2 separate regions of the Columba livia genome follow, and region 2 is linked to region 1. A link is a contact called in public Hi-C data. All regions are on one chromosome and are shown on one strand. The core of a region is the stretch at or near the end of the contact, and the rest is flanking DNA. Distances in the headings are between cores, read along the strand shown. Region 1 has its middle 17 kb from the start of NEUROD1. Region 2 overlaps ITPRID2 (ITPR interacting domain containing 2).

What was found. Hi-C and Micro-C count contacts between places; a contact is called where the count stands out from the background.
Region 2: a Hi-C map of liver shows a contact between it and region 1, with 4 times the contacts expected there. The contact joins two enhancer-like sites. A contact is called at or near these places in 2 of 2 Hi-C or Micro-C datasets (crop and liver).

What each region holds. Positions count from the first base shown.
Region 1 is chr7:25,747,365-25,750,112 of bColLiv1.pat.W.v2, reverse strand. No RefSeq gene overlaps it. Among named protein-coding and RNA genes, the nearest start is that of NEUROD1, 17 kb to the right of the region's middle. Within about 2 kb of position 1,477, at least 1 of the 3 cell types and tissues checked has an H3K27ac peak away from gene starts, as active enhancers do.
Region 2 is chr7:25,825,460-25,828,159 of bColLiv1.pat.W.v2, reverse strand. ITPRID2 (ITPR interacting domain containing 2) reads right to left here. Exons shown (of 19, transcript XM_065068909.1): 11 at 499-587. Among named protein-coding and RNA genes, the nearest start is that of PPP1R1C, 20 kb to the left of the region's middle. Within about 2 kb of position 1,304, at least 1 of the 3 cell types and tissues checked has an H3K27ac peak away from gene starts, as active enhancers do.

The DNA.
Region 1 (2,748 bases), core at 228-2,727:
GCAAAGGTTAAACTCAAATTCTTCTATTAGAAAACATATCCAATCTTCAGATATTAATAGAAAGAGAGAATAACAGCTACAATAAAAATAAACCAAGAAAATAAATCAAACAAACAAAACCCCTAAGAAATATGTGTTTCTTCTGGGGGAAAAAAAAAAAAATCTGTTGAAATAATGAAGGAAAATTCCAGCCTTTTCTTCCTTAAAAAAAAATTAAAGAGCTTAAGTGGTATATGTTCTGATTTCTCCCATTTACAATCTGATGATGATCGTCTCTTTTTTTTCCTGCTGCTACATAATTCCCCCTGTCTGTCCCAGCTCCAAAGTCCACACATATAAAATCAGCCTTTGTGAAGCAGCAGGATGTGACAAGCAGCTCACTTATATCCACCAAGACCAAAGAAATATGAAGTTTGCATGTTAAAAAGCGTTTAAACATGTGTCCAAAACCAAAATTGATCCTACCATATGTTTTGAGGCTTTCGCCACATGGTACCACCAAGTAAGAACACATTTTCCTGACTAGGAAGGCAATTTTTCCACACCAGCTTAGTGCCTCTGTTGTTTTGGCAGGAGCACACTCATTGTGCTTCTTCACCTTCTTCAGTGTGTGCGTGTTCACTGCATTTTGTCAGCTAGAGCCTTGTTTTCCAGAGCCTGTAACCCGACCGCTTCCCAGGAAGCCCGTAATAGCAATCATGCTCTTGCTCATGCTTTTCATGTGTAAACCACAACATCTTTAGGTCTTTAATACTAATTAAGAAACCAAATAATAAATTAGATTTAAAGGGAAATCTTTTGGGAGGAAATAACAGATTCAATTTAATTACAATGACACATCTTGATTATTTTTTGTATTAGTACAAAGAATCTGCACTTAAACAAGTAATCTTTGTCCTAATAATTAAGATCATTTGTCCCTACAGGTTATTTCCTGCCGGGAACTGAGGCTGTTGCTGTGCAAAGGTGGAAGGAGGGCTGAGCTAGCCAGAGTGGGAGCAGAGAAACAGCTTCTCATCACAGCATCACCCATCCCGTGCAGGAACACATCTCCTTTGCAACAGCAAAACCTTGCCGCTGGTCACTCCGTGATCACCCGCAGTGCCTGCTTTAATGCTACCAGCATCTGTAAGGGCTCCCTGGGGGGAAAGACAGTGGGCATGCCAAATATCTGGGGTGTTGGGATAAAAACCTGAAGACTCTCAGAGCAAAGCAGCAGACCCAGATGTCGGCAAAGTTCCTCTTGTGTCCTACTGTTCCTCCAGCACCTCTGAACTTACAGATGAGCCTCACAGAAATGCTGGGAAAAGCCAAAAGCTCTGTTCCACTGCCCGCTGGCAGATCTGACCATTTCTTGCCTGTGAGACTGGAACAGTGGAACTGTGCGTGTTTCATCTCTCATCTTTACTCAGGCAAAGATCCCATGTGGGAGACGTGTATGAAAAAACACATAAAAACATTTGAGGTATTCCCATAAAGCCCACACTGGTATTCAAGAAGAGACCAGGCAGACCTCCAGCTATCCTGGCTCCTGCATGAAGAGGATGGACTCGACGACCTCTTGAGATTCCTTTCAGAACTTACCCTCTGTGCCTATGTTTATAATTACTGGACCATGCCCATATTTGCACTGTTTCACTAGAATGATGCGTACACATTTTGTAAGGAAATGTGCAGCACGAAGGCATTATTATTATTACTACTACTATTATACTAGTTATTATTATTAACTTAAGAACTGCTGAAAAATGGATCACGGTCCATCAGGAATTGAATAATGGGGTATTTTTTAGTCAGGGACTTTGATGGCCCAAACAGTATCTGCAAATGAAGGAGAAGAACAAAACAGTGACAGCAGAGAAACAGCTGCAGAAAATATAAACCTATTAGCTGCAGCACCACCGTGTGTCAGCCCTGAAAATACCACATAGTAGGAAAACACCAAATTTATACGGGAACTGCAAGAGTAAACATTAAATATATATATATATACACATATATATATATATTGGGCAACTAAATAAGAACAGTTTAATTTTAAAACTTTTTAAAATCTGTGTCATGACTTGAACATGTTATCCTTCTTCCAAGTATCAAGACATGTTACGTTATGTCAAGGTAATACTAGCACTTCCAGAAAATAAAATAAATTTCCAATCAATAAGGGAATACTTTAAATAGGAATTTAGATTTAAAACTTCTCAACATTTTGAATGGGTTCGTATTTGCTAACTAATATGCACAAGTGTGACGGATGCACTCGAACCCCCTGCCCAGACAAACCAGCAGCAGTTTGGTCCAGGCTACAGAGGAGGTAAAGGACTGAGCCTCACCCAGGCCAAGAGCTCCTTTCAGTAGACCCACAGGGAAGCAGAACAGCACACTGAACACCGGTGGCTTGTGGGTGCAGGGAGTCTCGTGCAGACCTTTCCCACTGTATGCAATTTGGCTACAAGTCAACCACTTCATTCTACAAATATGACAGCCTAGATGAGCCCTGGATGAGTTCTCCCTGCTAAATAAGTGAGCTGTGTGGCAATGGTTTTACTACTCACAGGTCAGTGGATGAGCCCAATTCAAGTTCAATATTAGTCATTTAACTTAAGTAGATGCATACTGAATGTAATTGATTATTTAGAGATATAAGGCTGTATGATTTTAACATACTCTTTGATTCATGTTACTTGGTAGACTAGATTTGCTAAAATTTTAAGCTTGTATTTACCAAAAGCAACTGCACACTACACT
Region 2 (2,700 bases), core at 55-2,554, 78 kb before region 1:
CAGGATCGACTAGACATTAATATACCTTCACAGTTAAGTTAGTATGAAATTGTTTTCACTTTCTGTCAGCTGCTAACTGAAAAAAAAAAAATAGAAAAATATACAAAAGAACCTGAGTGGGAAGGCAAAAACAATACAAGAAATGAAATTATCAGCAGAAAAGCTATATTATTTAATTACTTTAATCTCTACCCACTGCAGTCATGAGAGGAATGGACTGTGATTCTGGAGACTCAGTTGGTGAGAAAAGGTATACCAGAAATTGCAAACAGGACATATTAAACTTAGAGCTTATTCCAGGCCCAAGGATACCCAGACTATCCTGGCAGAAGGGCCTTAATATTTTAACACAGTTCTGTAAGGGATTCAGCAGGTCCAGCTCTGAAAATGAGATCTAAACTGATGGTCACAATAGCAGTCACACATCAACATCCCTCCCCGGGTCCCTACTGTCACACAATGATCTGTAATACTTCAACCCCAGTGTGGGAGCCTTACCTGAAGCTGATTAAAAGAAGAACAATCTGTGGAGTCCTCAGCAAACCCACTGCTGTCAGAGTGCTGACTCGCAGTCCGTAAGAGCTGATCTGTTTAAAACAAGCAAAACCCAATTGTAATTACTCTGCAAATCACCACCTTTCATGCCCAATCACATTCAATACACGCTTTCCTTTTACATCAAAGTAATCCTAAGTGGATAACACAATTACTTTTGAAATTCCACTTTGAACAATGCAGAGAAACAGATTGTTGTTTAAAGGAAAAGCTCTTCTCATGCAAAGTTCTACTAGTGAAACTTCAAGCAGTGGTGGAAGAGGAAACATCTTTTACATTTTTCTTTCCTGTACTGTGGAAAAAAACCCACTCTACAGACGTTGTCACTGCTGGAGTTTTCCTTCCACAAAACTGAATCACTGGTTAATGCACATGCAAGCAGTGGAACAGTTGCCTTTGTATTGACACGTACAGATTCGCCACACCCCCCCAACATCATGAAGATAAAGGAGATCACTCGTCTCCTGCCAGCCTGCACCAGCCCATACACCCAGGAGAACTGCATCACCTGAGCAGAGGGGACGATGCGCAGGACCTCAGAGAACTGCTAGAGACAGTCCTCCGCTGGTTTAGAGGACAAACACGAAACATCTCTGACACATCAACAGGCAATCTGCCGAAGCACATTCCCAGTGCTCATTTTATACATAAAAGATAAGATCCTCCTGCTTCTTCCTTTCTACTTAGATTAGGTAAGTGTTAAAATAGCGTAAAGAGACTCTAAAACCCCCAGTGCTACCCAGGAGTGCTTTCCTCTGGTGGAAGCACTATAGTCAAAAACTTGCTTTCCAAGGAGACCTCAGCAAGCTCTGCAGTACAGTACTGCAGGAAATGTTGTTCCCTGCTAGACACAGGAGGCACTCACCAGATACAGGCTTTACATTATAGGACCATAAACACTTCACTTCGCCAGAGGGCAGCCTGGGCAACAACCACACCTCACATCTAGTTCTCCACAGAAGTGTAAAAGGTTGGAGATGGGATGAGACCACAGTGGTCTCCAGCCCCCAGGCCCCCATCTCCTCCTCCTCCTCACCGTGTAGCAAGAGCTCACTGTTGTCTTCTCAGATGCTCAACACAGAATTTTGCCCCACATTCCTTCAACCGCTTAACTGTCATCATATAATTAATCCCAGTTCACAGCTCAATGCATTGGAATGCATTATGAAACCTGTTTTGAAACTGCTGGATTTTCAGAACTCATTTTTTCATTATTAATTTTGATGAACATTTCACTAAAACAAAAATAAAACCCTGCACAGGCCCAGAACCTTTGAGCACCAGGAGAGGCAAACTGCCCATTAAATTTCTCTATCAGCGACTTCACACAGCTTTTAGGGAGTGTCTTTCTAATTGTGCTGCTGCTCTGTTATCATGGTAGCCACAATATCCTGCAATGATAAACAACTTTTTTACCTCAAGACAGACATTCCCACCCAGCTCCCAGTAAAGACAATGGAAATGACTTCCCTGAGAACTGGACTAGCTCTTATTAACTGCCTGATTCAATTAATACAGCTGAAAGAGCGTGCCGTGAACAGGCTGCCACTACAGCTGACGCTGCTGGGAAGCTGCCACCTCCTCCAAGGTGAATAGTCACCTACTTTGGCCTCCTCACTGTCTCTTTCCCTATTTGGTGAATTTTAATTTAAAAGGACAAAGCACTACTGGTGAAAGCTTTAGCCACAGGGGAGAGATTCCAATGAGTTCTGATAAAGCAATTCATCAGTGCGTGTGCTGGCACCTGATTTCATGTGCATGAAGTTTATTACTGCTCAAGAAAAATATTGACCTTCCCTTCTTTTTCCTTCTCAGTCAATGTCTCATTTTCAGCTGTTAAAAAAAACCACAAACAAACAAACAAACACAAACACAAAACAAACACCAAAACAAACCCAACAAATTTATATATGTCTCCTCAAATCAATTCTTAGCCTCCTTGGACACACAGTACTAAAGTAAAAATCAGTGGTTTAGATAATTTTCTACAGCATTTGTTATTTATGCACATGCTTTGACAGCCTTATGTGACAGATACTGCCAGTCAACAGGTCAGATTCAAGCAGACAAGGGGAAAGCAAGAAAACATTTTTTTAAAAACGGTGAAAAGTTACATTTAGAACTTGATTCAAACACCTCCTGTGA